Linked DNA regions of Ovis aries: regions 1 and 2 are each linked to region 3. A link is a contact called in public Hi-C data. All regions are on one chromosome and are shown on one strand. The core of a region is the stretch at or near the end of the contact, and the rest is flanking DNA. Distances in the headings are between cores, read along the strand shown. Region 1 has its middle 32 kb from the start of TRAF6. Region 2 has its middle 18 kb from the start of COMMD9. Region 3 holds the start of FJX1 (four-jointed box kinase 1).

What was found. Hi-C and Micro-C count contacts between places; a contact is called where the count stands out from the background.
Region 1: a contact with region 3 is called in a Hi-C map of hypothalamus, with 5 times the contacts expected there. The contact joins the enhancer-like site here to the promoter of FJX1 in region 3. A contact is called at or near these places in 4 of 16 Hi-C or Micro-C datasets (hypothalamus, muscle, skin fibroblasts and 1 more).
Region 2: a Hi-C map of omental adipose tissue shows a contact between it and region 3, with 5 times the contacts expected there. The contact joins the enhancer-like site here to the promoter of FJX1 in region 3. A contact is called at or near these places in 7 of 16 Hi-C or Micro-C datasets (blood, hypothalamus, liver and 4 more).

The regions. Positions count from the first base shown.
Region 1 is chr15:65,751,412-65,756,071 of ARS-UI_Ramb_v3.0, forward strand. No RefSeq gene overlaps it. Among named protein-coding and RNA genes, the nearest start is that of TRAF6, 32 kb to the right of the region's middle. Within about 2 kb of position 2,475, at least 3 of the 54 cell types and tissues checked have an H3K27ac peak or open chromatin away from gene starts, as enhancers often do. A contact at or near this core is called in hypothalamus, where this site is marked.
Region 2 is chr15:65,554,421-65,558,783 of ARS-UI_Ramb_v3.0, forward strand. No RefSeq gene overlaps it. Among named protein-coding and RNA genes, the nearest start is that of COMMD9, 18 kb to the right of the region's middle. Within about 2 kb of position 1,376, at least 9 of the 54 cell types and tissues checked have an H3K27ac peak or open chromatin away from gene starts, as enhancers often do.
Region 3 is chr15:64,946,493-64,950,949 of ARS-UI_Ramb_v3.0, forward strand. It overlaps FJX1 (four-jointed box kinase 1), which reads left to right and starts at 1,475. Exons shown (of 1, transcript XM_060400056.1): 1 at 1,475-4,457. The coding sequence starts at 1,680. The coding sequence ends at 2,993. It overlaps PAMR1 (peptidase domain containing associated with muscle regeneration 1), which reads right to left and starts at 2,113. Exons shown (of 13, transcript XM_012096235.5): 1 at 1,934-2,113.

The DNA of each region.
Region 1 (4,660 bases), core at 1,225-3,724, 810 kb after region 3:
GGAAAACACAGAAAAGTACAAAGAAGAAAAAAAATCTGAATCTCACTTGATATCCATTGAAAGACTACTTCATAAGAATTACCAAATTTTAATTTTACTTGAAATTAGTAGAAGGAACTGAACTGAACTGAAGAAGCTGCTGAACTTCAGATGTTAATCCAGAACGGAGATTCATTCCTAAACTCTCTCTCCAAAGGCAAAAGAAAGTTATGGAAAAATATGGAGGTTGGGTTGGGACCCATGGTTTTCTCTTTCACTTCATGTCTTTTAACAGTCAAAGTTTAATCCCCCAGATGGGCAATTGTTCCATAAAAATCAGAGGATACTTCTGATGTTTTTTAAAACTCAGTACCCACCAGAACTTTTAGATGAAAAACAAAGGAACAATATTGAAAACGTAGCAAACTTTTAAAACAAACTTCTAAGAGGAATGAGTAGGGAATGACTAGTTTGCAAGCCAAATGACTACAAAGATGACAAATCACTTACTTAAAAGGCAGGAGAAAGTGATTGTAGCTAGTGTCTAAGATAAATCCAAGGAAGCAGCCCATGAATTCTGAGTATCAGTCAGTTTTCTCCTCCTTCTGAATTAACTGGTTCTTGTTTTTGAATGTATCTTCTCCTTCCTGAACTTTTTCTCACCCAGATGAATGGAATCCACCCTCTCCGTGTTCTGCGGTCTTCATCCTCTGTAAAAAAAAATCCCCCAAACTGAATAAGGCAAAAAATTGAGCTGTATGTTCTTTCAAAGTCACACTGGGGAATTATTTAACAAGTTCACCTGAAGATTATTGAATTTTCTGGGTGAATGTATTGCTCTTTGACTTTACTATTTATTATTTGATCATAGCTCAGATACTGCAAGCATAGCGTTAAGCCTTAGTCACTCAGTTCTGTCCAACTCTTTGTGACCGCGTGGACTGTAGGCCTCCAGGCACCTCCGCACATGGGATTCTCCAGCAAGAATACTGGAATGGGCTGCCATTCCCTCTCCGCAGATACTGCAAAATCACATTTTCATTTGTATTTTTCCATTTGGTAGGAAAGATAACCCCAAGGGTCAAGGCTTTATTAGCTTGCATGACATTAACCAGTTTCTTCTGTAACCTAGCAATCTTATTCTAACATTCTGTTTTTGTTTTGAAATGCTTTTCCTGGTGGGTTATATAAACTCTTTTTTACCCTAATGCTCTTGGACTCAGTCTTACCATCTAATGGTTCCATCCTAAATTAATGAGCTGATCAAAACCTTTGACATAGTTTATATTTGAATGAGTCATGATTTTATCATTTCAATTATTATAATTTGATTTAGCTGGTAGACTCAGATGATACTCTTTCCTCCCATCTCCCCATCACCTGGGGAGCCTATTTAGAATGTAGATTCTCCAGCCCGCCACTCAAAGTCTAATTCTGGGGGTTTGCCTAGCACCTAATGGTATGCATTTTTAATAAGCACCCCAGGAGATTCTGGTGATCCACAGACCAGGCATCTTGAGAAAGTCCTCCAGTGAACTGCATGGTGGCGATGGTCCCAATGCCCACTTGATTCTCACCCTGAGGACAGAGGGGACTGGGGTTAAATTCTGAGGACTTGGGATGGACTGGAGTCAAAACAGTATGTTTACCTAAGCTTCAACTTGGAGACGGCAATTGATCTCAAATGCTCATCCACCTACTGGCTGTATCAGAACAAGGGCTGGGTGGAATCAGGAGCGGGCAATCAGGAATCTGATTATGTAGGTTGACCATCAAGCAATTGCTATTCTCAACTCTTTTATCGACCTTACAAAAACAGTGATTTTGAATGGTTTGACCTGATAATTCCCCAGGTATTTCTAATCTGAAGCTACCTTGGCAATCAATGTGTAAATATGATAGTTGAGACATGGAATTTCCAGTATAGGGGGACATGCTTTGTAGGTTTCATCGGACTTAAAGAAAAAGCAAAAAAAAATAAAATAAAATAACTAAGGACTCTCTTCCCAGAGAAAGGTACAAAGTACAACTTTTTGCAAAAAATCTAGGGGAATTTATGGACTCCTTGAAAGTGCAAGGACTTTCAGTTCAGTTCAGTCGCTCAGTCATGTCCAATCCTTTGTGACCCCATGAACTGCAGCACGCCAGGCCTCCCTGTCCATCACCAACTCCCGGAGTTCACTCAAACTCATGACCATCGAGTTGGTGATGCCATCCAACCATCTCATCCTCTGTCGTCCCCTTCTCCTCCTGCCCCCAATCCCTCTCAGCATCAGTCTTTTCCAATGAGTCAGCTCTTCGCATGAGGTGGCCAAAGTAGTGGAGTTTCAGCTTTAGCATCAGTCCTTCCAAGGAACACCCAGGACTGATCTCTTCTAGAATGGACTGATCTCCTTGCAGTCCAAGGGACTCTCAAGAGTCTTCTCCAACACCACAGTTCAAAAGCATCAATTCTTCAGCAAGGACTTTAGGCGATGAAGCTTTGCTGCCCCCTGCTGCCAAATGATTCTCCAGACAGCTTCTCTTGACTCTGGCCTGTCACGTTTGGAGTTTTGTAGGGACTAGAACCAGCTGCCTTCCCACCTGTTGGAGTCCAATCCTAGGCAGGAATGGGCCCCCTGAGTGTATTTAATTACCATGTACACAGTTGCAGTGAATTCTTGTTAGTCCTGAAGGTTGGGAAGTTCTGTGCTTTGATGGCACACTATGCCTTCTCTAGTCCAGAACACACCCTTCAGGGTTATCAGATTCTCATTCTAGGGAAGCTACTTTACAGCTCCGCCCTATGGATAACTGAGAGCAATACAAAATAATTCTTGTTTCTAGAAATACAAATTATGTCCTGTGGGGAGAGACTGACTTGACTTCCCTCTCCCACCAAGGAAGAAGCTGGACATTCATGTAGATATCCCCAGTCTCTAAGTGTGTCTGTTCTTTAGGTTCTGCTTTGGATGGATTATAGCATCTGACTGGGTCCCTCATCAAGAATTAAATAAAACCTTTATTGCATGCTCATTTGATATCTGTGTTGTTGTTCAGTTGCTCAGTCGTGTCCGACTCTTCTCGACTCCGTGACTGCAGCATGCCAGGCTTCCCTGTCCTTCACCATCTCCCGGAGCTTGCTCAAACTTATGTCCATTGAGTCAGTGATGCCATCCAGCCATCTCTTCCTATGTCGTCCCCTTCTCTCCTGCCTTCAGTCATTCCCAGCATCAAGGTGTTTTCTAATAAGTTGGCTCTTCGCATCAGGTGGCCTAAGTATTGGAGTTTCAGCTTCAGTATCAGTCCTTCTAATGAATATTCAGGACTGATTTTCTTTAGGATTGACTGGTGTGATCTCCTTGCAGTCCAAGGGACTCTCAAGAGTCTTCTCCAACACCACAGTTCAAAAGCATCAATTCTTTGGCATTCAGCCTTCTTTATGATCCAACTCTAACATCCATACATGGTTGCTGGAAAAACCATAGCTTTGATTATAGGGACCTTTGTCGGCAAAGTAAGTGTCTCCTCTTTTTAATAGGCTGTGTAGGTTTGTCATAGCTTTTCTTCCAAGGAGCAAGTGTCTTTCAGTTTCATGACTGCAGTCACCATTTGCAGTGATTTTGGAGCCTAAGAAAATAAAAGCTCTCACTGTTTCCATTGTTTTCCCATCTATTTGCCATGAAGTGATGGGACTGGATGCCATGATCTTAGTTTTTTGAATGTTGAGTTTTAAGCCAGCTTTTTCACTCTCCTCTTTCACCTTCATCAAGAGGGTCTTTAGTTCCTCTTTGCTTTCTGCCATAAGAGTGGTGTCATTTGCATATCTGAGGTTATTGATATTTCTTCCAGCAATCTTTTTTGTAGCTTAATTTTATTTTTAAATTTTATTAATTTTTTTATTGAAGGATAATTGCTTTACAGAATTTTGTTGTTTTCTGTCAAACCTCAACATGAATCAGCCATAGGTATACATATATCCCCTCCCTTCTGAACCTCCCTCCCATCTCCCTCTCCATCCCACCCCTCTAGGTTGATACAGAGCCCCTGTTTGAGTTTCCTGAGCCATACAGCCAATTCCCTTTGGCTATCTATTTTACATATGGTAATGTAAGTTTCACATGTTATTCTCTCCATACATCTCACCCTCTCTTCCCCTCTCCCCATGTCCCATGTCTCTTCCCTATGTCCATTTCTCCATTGCTGCCCTATAAATAAATCCTTCAGTGCCATTTTTCTAGATTCCGTATATATGTGTTAGAATACAATATTTATCTTTCTCTTTCTGACTTACTTCACTCTGTACAATAGGTTCTAGCTTCGTCCACCTCATTAGAATTGACTCAAATGTGTTTCTTTCTATGGCTGAGTAATATTCCACTGTGTATATGTACCACAACTTATTTATCCATTCATCTGTGGATGGACATCTAGGTTGCTTCCATGTTCTAGCTATTGTAAATAGTGCTGCAATGAATGGGACATAGGTGTCTTTTTCATTTTTGGTCATCTTAGGACATATGCCTAGGAGTGTCTCCCAGCAATCTTGATTCCAGCTTCCTGTCCAGCATTTCTCATGATGTACTCTGCATATAAGTTAAATAAGCAGAGTGACAATATACAGCCTTGATGTACTCCTTTCCCAATTTGGAACCAGTCCGTTGTTCCATGTCTGGTTCTAACTGTTGGTTCTTGACCTGCA
Region 2 (4,363 bases), core at 126-2,625, 610 kb after region 3:
GGGTGGGGCGATAAAGAGAGCAACTGCGCCACCTGCTGGGCATATTGGGGAAGCTCCAGCTGCGCTCCGGTGAGGCGTGGGTGGAAAATAACCCTGCGGGTGTGGCTTCTGAGCCCAAGATTCGGGTCAACAAAGGGGATGTAACAAGTGACAAGTGAGCTCTGCTATAGGAGTAACCCTGGGGACAGAGCCCCATTTCAGCCAGAGGCAGGAAATCCAGTGCCAAAGGAGGTGCCTATTACCTGTGCACGGAGGTGATGGGGATACAGTGGACAGTGCAGGGGGCACAGGGGAGGAAAAGGGTGGGAGAGGCAAATATTTCGATGATTAAAATGCAGTGTTTCCAAGACCAGTGAGGGGCTTCCCAGGTGGCACTAGTGGTAAAGAATCCGCCTCCAGGAGATTATAAGAGACCTAGATTCTATCCCTAGGTCAGGAAGATCCCCTGGAGGAGGGCCTGGCAACCCACTCCAGTATTCTTGCCTGGAGAATCCCCATGGACAGAGGAGCCTGGTGGGCTACAGTCCATAGCGTCGCGAAGAGTTGGACACGACTGAAGCGACTTAGCACAGGACAAGACCCATGATGGGAGAAATATAGGCAGACCAGACAGGCAGTTAAATTGACTTAATAGGTTCCTGTTAGGTGCTGCTCCTGAATCCAGAGGGATAAATGTTAATAGGAATTCAGCCAGGATAAAGGAAGACATTCCAGAGAGAGGGCGTGGCAAGGCCTGGACTGTGTGGCCATCCTTCTCAGGCCTAGGGCGAGTGCCTTCCTTTCTGCTTCTGCGCACCACCCCCCAGCCATGGACCCAGCCCCAGCAGCTGGAATGAACTCAGCGCTTCCCTTGGAAATGCTGTCCCTGACCTCTGTCATAGTGGCCGGAGCCCAGAGTTCTGCCCTCCACCGACCCTTGGCCAGCAGGCTCCCTGCTCCTATCCCCCACAGCTCCAATGGCCTCCTCCTCCAACACAAGCAAGACCAGAAACTAGTGTGGCTGGGAGACTGCTCTGCGACCGCCCCGTGCCCACAGAGCTGAGGGCAGCCCAGGCCTGAAAGCTTGCTGGCAAGAGGGGAGAATGGCCCCAGTTGGGCACATTCGCCACAGCTTGAGGCTTCCCTGGTGACTCAGCTGGTAAAGAATCCACCTGCAATGTGGGAGACCTGGATTCGATCCCTGGGTTGGGAAGATCCCCCAGAGAAGGGAACCCACTCCAGTATTCTGGCCTGGAGAATACCATGGAGTGTATAGGCCATAGGGTCGCAGAGTCCATGAGCGACTTTCACGGTCACCACAGCGCCCTCTGCAGGTGCTTGGATGAACTGGTCTGGGGTGAAAGCGGGCACTGCCGAGGTAGGTTTAGGAAGAGAAATTCACATCTACATTCATTCCACGCGTCTGCCATTCTGATCAATGCGATACCATCATTTACTAACATGTGTCAAATCGTGTGTGTCCTTGGAGGCAGGTGGGACACCAACGAACGTTTCCTGGGGCATCTACTCCCTGAAGTGGGAACTTGATCAGAGTTCCCGAAATTCTAACCAGAGGCCAACTCCTGAGCTGTGATCCAGTGTAAGTTTATACTGACCCCAGAGTCTTCTGATATCCCAAAGCATCTCTGAACTCATTTATGATTCAACTTGTTGGGACAGGATTGTGTTTCACTGTGTGCTATGTGTCAGAGGTCACAGGGCAAGTGCAACATTGAGACGAAGAGCCAAGGCAGGCCCACCCTTCAGTCAAGGGGTCTACTTCGTAGTTTACTATGAATCTGTGAGGTGCATTGTCCTGAGTAGTTATCTCCACTTACAGAGGAGGCAGAAAAACCAGAGTCTTTCCCAGGAGCCCAGGGTGAGTAGAAGCTCAGCTTTCCAGTTAAGTGCTCTTGACATTTCCTCAAGTGAAGACTGGTTCTCTCTCCTTGGAGATTAGGGTCCTCTGAGAGCAGCCAGGAAATTGTGGTTTAGTAGCTCAGTCATGTCTGACTCTTTGAGACCCCCATGGACTGTAGCCCACCAGGCTCCTCTGTCAGTGGCGTTCTCCAAGCAAGAATACTGGAGTGGGTTGCCATTTCCTTCTCCAGGGGATCTTCCCAACTCAGAGATTGAATACCCATCTCCTGCACTGCAGGCAGATTCTTTACCGTTGGGCCACCAGGGAAGCCCACCATCTAGGAACTACTACTAAGAAATCTTTTTTTTCTCTTTCTTAAAGTAGTTCTAAAAAGGACAATTTTAAAGCCCAGAAATGTGAGCACTAAATAAAGCAGGAAGTTGTACCAAAGTCAGCATCATGCAAATGAGAGAATGTTTAGGAATGATCAGTATTTGAAAGTCAGCAGCTACAGGTTCAAAATAGTTCTTGTAAATGTCCAACCACTGGAAAACTTTCAAAATGCCAGGGAGCCAATGGTTTCCAAATGAAAATATTTTTAAAATGTAATAAAAGCCCTCTCTCATTTCTGGTAACATCTCAGTTTACTGAACAAAATAACCAAGAGCCTCTATATCACGCCGGACTTACTTCCTGGAAATCTGTAACTATCAGAGCACAGAGCTTGACTAACGACCGTTAGACGTGGCGCCCACCACGTGTGTTGAGAGAGCTGGCTTGTGTGGGAAAGACTCGCACATCTGGTCCCCAGGTCACTCGCTGTCTTTGAACCTGATAATCACCAGAAGCAGGAAATGGGGAAGCAGAACTGATTTCTGCTTTCTGAGCGAGGGAGCGGAATGTTGTCAGATTAAGGGTCAAGTTTCACTATCTGTAAAGAACTCAGGTATTCTTTTCCCAAAATCAAGGCAAGAAAGAGCACAGACCTTTGAGCTGAAAGACCCAGATTGGAGTTCTAACTCAGCCCTGGCTGTCTCTGAAGTGACTCTTCCTCAGTAAATGCCTGGATCCTGAAGGAACCACACTCCACTGACTTCAAGAGGGCAAGGTGAACAGGCAGTAAGGTATTTGGGAAGATGTTTCACATGTTTCTAGTGTCACACGGGTGATGAGGTTCATCATGAGAAAAGGTGCTGAGATGACACGTGTGTTCTTACAATTCTTTTGTTTCTAAGTACAAATGAGTTTAGGCAAAATGGAGTCTTTGGTTCTGCTGTTGGGGAGCAGTAGTTATCAGATCTGATTGCAAATATCTCATTTCTTTCTTCCTGGTATATGGAAGGACTGATGTTCTCTGCCATCTTCAAAGTCCAGTGTGACCACGTGACTACCCTTGCCATCTGGACAGAACTTTAACAGCAGGCATGCAATCTGTCAAATTTCCCTGTCCTGCCTCGGTGACTGGGGAGGCATGTGTTGAGATGAAATTTCCATGTCCTTGGCCCCTTAGTGACTGCTGTTGAACAGAGTCCCCAAGCTGCATTGACTGTGTAGCAAAAAATAAACTTCTGTTGTGTAAAAGTCACTGCAACCTCAGAGAGACTGACCTTCTAGGGCTAGCTAATCCCTAGAGAGAGCAAACAGCTCCCTGAGAACACACCTGTGATACACAGGCCAACCAATCCCCACCCACAATCCCAACTATGTCTTCTATCAAACTCTCACACCCAAGCCAGTATTCTCCCTGCCCTGAGTCACCCCAGGACCAGGTACTAAACAGCAAGGGCCACACCTGTAGCCCAGAGCCTACCAAAATTATCCAACCTAGCCAATCCTATGCTTACATCTCCATTTCTTCCTGTGAAACCCCCAGTAGAGGCTCTGCGTGCCTGCTCTTATCACCACTCCCATCCCCCACACTATTGCCCTCACAGAGTGTTAGCCATTCAGTCCTGTCCGATTCTTTGTGACCCCATGGACGGTAGCCCACCAGGTTCCTCTCTGTCCGTGGGATTCTCCAGACAAGAATAATGGAGTGGGTCACCATGCTCTCCTCTAGGGGATCTTCCTGACCCAGGGATCGAACCTACATCTCTTGGGGCTCCTGCATTGGCAGGCTGGTTCTTTACCACTGAGCCACCTGGGAAACCCAATAAAGGCCCTGGACCATGCTATTCTGCCTCCAGGCCAACTCTGATTCTTTCCCATTAGTCCTGCAAGACATTCAGGAGTAGAAACTTCTTCCTTGTGACAATCATTTCTGTGTCTGTGTCTTACCATTCTGGATAAAAATGCATCCCAGTCCATTTTAACACAAACCTGACCCATCCTGATGGAAACAGGAGGAGGAAGACTGGGCCTGGCTTCATTGGATTTTCTCATCTTCCTCCCCACTTTGGGGCTCTGCTTTGCTCCAGGCGAGCCTCTCCTACTGCAGATGGGCTTTGTCTGTGTGGGGGAACAGGGACCCAAGCATGGCTCTACTATCACAGCTGAGAGGCAGGAGGTGGTCTTTGTTGCCAA
Region 3 (4,457 bases), core at 225-2,724:
TTGGCAAATAAGTATAATCAGTACCAGGTGACGCACTGATGCAGTTGAAAACCCCCATGTGCATCTGATGAGGGGATAAAGGCAAGAGAAACAGGTGAAAGGAAACAGATTTCAAACCCTTGCTTTCAGAGGTGGGATCCAGCCCCACCCCTCATCTCGTGTCTTACCTGAGAATCTTGGTTTGGATCTGGGACAGAGTCTCATGCACAGAGCTAAGAGGGAGAGCCAGTTCTTATCCAATAACTTTCCTGGTGGACTGAACCCAAAAGTGTCTGGAAGACAATGTGGTTTGCTGGTTTTTGTTTTTCATTTTATTATCATCATTTTCTGCTCCTCCACCCTCTTCCCTAAACACTTCTTCCCTTAAAACCATTAAACCAGTAAGTCAAATGCAGTATGTTGTTTTTTCATTTGTTGAATTGAAAATCACATGTGGGGCATAAAGTGACTAAATGACAGTGAGCCTTCAAAAAATAAGAATGCTGGCCACTTGACTAAAAATAGTGAACTTTCCTGATAGAGGGAAAATCAAGCGGCATGCTACTTGGAGACCCCCGTTTGAATTTTAGTTTCTTCACTTACTGCCTGTGTGGTCTTGAGCAAGCTCGATCCCTTCTGCGTCCCCCGGGAGCCGAATCGTGTCATTCTCTAGAGACCCGTCTCTGAGGCCCCGTCCCCTGGACTAGGTCGGATCTTGAGTTGTAAGGCTGTCGTGGCAACCTAAACATCTCCCTAGACTGTGAGTGAGCTCCGTGAGCAGGGGACCGCATCTGTGGATTTTACTGCTCCGTGTCCAGAAGCGAGGACAGAGGCTTTGTTGAATGAAACCTGCCTAGGTGTTCTTGCACAGTGAGGTCGAATTCCCAGAGAGTCCCTCGGGAAAGGGCGAGCGACCAATCTCAGAGCACACAGGACCAGGGCAGTGAGCGCGCTCGGGAAAGGCGGTGTCGGTTCAAAGTTGTTTGCTACAGATGGTTCTTCTAACCCGGCTGGAGTCACATCCTCTGTGGCTCGGAGAGCTCCCCGGGGATTTATATAAGGCAGAGTGAATCACACCGTTGGAAACGGACAAGGCAAGAAGACCCGCCTCCATTCACTCCGGGCGGCGCCCGGAGCTCGATTGGGGGTTACTCTGAACTTGCAGGAGAGACTCCGCGCCCACTGCAACCCCCATGAGAGCCAGCGGCGCGTCGTTACCACCCCGCGCGACTCCAACTCCGTGCCGCCTGCTCCCACGCCCCCGCGCGGGCGCCTGCAGCCGGGTTTCCAGCTCGCGGCCCCTAAGTCCCGGACTGAGTGTGGGGCCGCTGCTCCCGCTTGGAAGGAGCCATCGCCGCTTTAAGGGGAAGAGGAGGGGAAGGGGGCGGAGGAGTGGGGGGCGGGGAGCGGCGGCGGAGGAGGGGGAGGGGGATTCCCCCCGCCCTCGCTCCCACGTGGTCCGGGCGCCTGTGAATCGCGCCCGCCGGAGGGTCTCACAGCGAAATACAAAAGCAGCTGGGAAGCGGCAGCCAGGCGAGTTCTCAGTGCCGGGCGGAGCGCTAGGCAGGTCCCCGCAGCCGCGATGGAGCTGAGGCGCCCGGAGCCCCGGAGCCGACGAGCTGCCGGGCCCGCCTCGCCACCGGGACCCGGGCGCCGGGGCTCGGCTTGAAGCGGCGGCGGCACCGGCGTGGCCGCGGAGCATGGGCAGGAGGATGCGGGGCGCCGCCGCCACCGCCGGGCTCTGGCTGCTGGCGCTGGGCTCGCTGTTGGCGCTGTGGGGCGGACTCCTGCCGCCGAGGACCGAGCTACCCACCTCCCGGACGCCCGAAGACGGACTCCCGCGGCACCTGGCCCGGAGCGGCGGCCGGGAGCCCGCGCCTCGCTTTCCTCTGCCCCCACCCCTGGCGCGGGACGCCCGCGGCGGCTCCCTGAAAACTTTCCGGGCGCTGCTCACCTTGGCGGCAGGCGCGGACGGCCCGCCCGGGCAGCCCCCGGGTGAGCGCAGGCGGCACGTGCCAACCGGGCGGCCCCGGCCGGAGGAACGCGCCGCGGTGCACGGGGGCGTCTTCTGGAGCCGCGGCCTGGAGGAGCAGGTGCCCCGGGGCTTCTCGGAGGCCCAGGCGGCGGCGTGGCTGGAGGCGGCGCGCCGCGCCCGGGTGGTGGCCCTGGAGCGCGGGGGCTGCGGGCGCAGTTCCAACCGGCTGGCCCGCTTCGCCGACGGCACCCGCGCCTGCGTGCGCTACGGCATCAACCCGGAGCAGATCCAGGGCGAGGCCCTGTCCTACTACCTGGCGCGCTTGCTGGGCCTCCAGCGCCACGTGCCGCCGCTGGCACTGGCTCGGGTGGAGGCTCGGGGCGCGCAGTGGGCTCAGGTGCAGGAGGAGCTTCGTGCCGCGCACTGGACCGAGGGCAGCGTGGTAAGCCTGACTCGCTGGCTGCCTAACCTCACCGACGTAGTGGTGCCCGCGCCCTGGCGCTCCGAGGACGGCCGTCTGCGGCCCCTGCGCGCCGGCGGCGGTGAGCTGGCCAACCGGAGCCGGGCGGAGCTGGTGGACCTGGTGCAATGGACCGACTTGATCCTCTTCGATTACCTGACGGCCAACTTCGACCGGCTAGTCAGCAACCTCTTCAGCCTGCAGTGGGACCCGCGGGTCATGCACCGAGCCACCAGCAACCTGCACCGCGGCCCCGGCGGGGCGCTGGTCTTTCTGGACAACGAGGCGGGCTTGGTGCACGGTTACCGGGTGGCAGGCATGTGGGACAAATATAACGAGCCGCTGCTGCAGTCTGTGTGCGTGTTCCGAGAGCGGACGGCGCGGCGCGTCCTGGAGCTACACCGAGGCCAGGACGCGGCCGCCCGGCTGCTGCGCCTCTACCAGCACCACGAGCCTCGCTTCCCGGAGCTGGCCGCGCTCGCCGACCCCCACGCTCAGCTGCTGCAGCGCCGCCTCGACTTCCTTGCCAAGCACATTTTGCACTGTAAGGCTAAGTACGGCCGCCGACCCGGGACTTAGCATTACCCGGAGGAAGAGAGAGTGTGAGACCCCTGGCTGGGGGATGGATGATGGGGGGAAGGGCCGTCGCCTCTGCCGCCTCCTGCGGACCAGCCGGCCAACGCCCAGCCGGAGACCCGAGCGCGAAGGCGACCAAAAACTTCCGCTTCACCCACCTGCCCCTTTCTCGCAGTCCCAAGCAGTTTCCTTTCAAAGTTCTGGGAGGATGAGCTCACCCAGCCTATAAAAGGATTCCTCGCTGTGCCAGCACGGAGTTTGCATCCAAAGAAACTGGCTGCTGCCGGAGTTTGGCCCCCGAGTGGCAGTCTCGGTAGGAGATACAGCCCCTTCCTTGGCAACCCCTCCACCCGCCCCTTCCTTTCCCGAAAAAGGAAAACTTCTATTGGAGCCATTGAGCTAATTCTGCAATTTCCTACCGATCGCCGCGCTGGTGGCCCGGGAGCAGGGCTCTGACACTGGCTGGTGGAGCCCCGTTCCCGTGTTCTCTCTTTGTTCCGGCTCCGTGATGGTGAGGTCACTGTTAAGAGCTGGGGAACCGCTCCGATAGGACAAAGGGAGCAGGACCTACAGAATGGGGGGAGCCCTGCAGACCCTGGCAGTTTGTCTGACTTGTTCCTTAACAGCTTGTCGCCTTGGCCTGAAGGCTACAAATGCAGGGCTGCCTGTGTGCACGGAGTCAAAGAATGAATTTCTAATCCCTCCCCCTTCCCAACCGGCCAAAATTTTGACAATGAGGATGTTCACCAGAAGGAGAAAAAATAATCCGTTTTATGCACTTTACTTTGTTTTTATTTTTATTTTTTATTAAGAAAAACTTTTTTTTTATTTGACAGAATTTGCCTTCTATGTATATATGTGCATAAAGTGTGGTGTAAATATACTAAACAAACTTATATTTCAATAAAAGGGAGTTTAAAATTTATAATTTAATTCCTGTGGTTTTAACTATTGGAGGCATCTGACATCCTACCTGGTTTGTGAATAAGCTTAAGGGTTTCTCCCTTGTGGATGTGCTTTTACAACAAAGGACGCATGTATATCCCAGTTGTGACCACAGAACTTAAGAGCTGAACAAAGGCAAGAGCAGATTCCCTGTCCTGCTCACTCAAATGAATCCTAGCGCTGGATATTTCAGAGTTCAGCAGAGAACGTGGGGGATGGTGGAGAAGGACATGGAAGGAAAATATTCTATTTCCTGGCAAATAAAACTTTGATATAAAAGGATTTCACTGTAATAAAGTCCTATATTAATCATTTGGCAAATATGATAGAACCAGATGTGCAGACTGAAATACGACAAATGCCCGCCCCCCTTAAGCTTAACTACTGTGGTCGTGTGTTGCACCTGATTTTTCAACACTGTAATTACCGTGCATCTCAATGTATACCGATAATAAGTTGAGCACATGTTGCAAACAGGTAGAGAAAGTCATAAATCAATTCTTCTCTTTAATCTCCCAACAT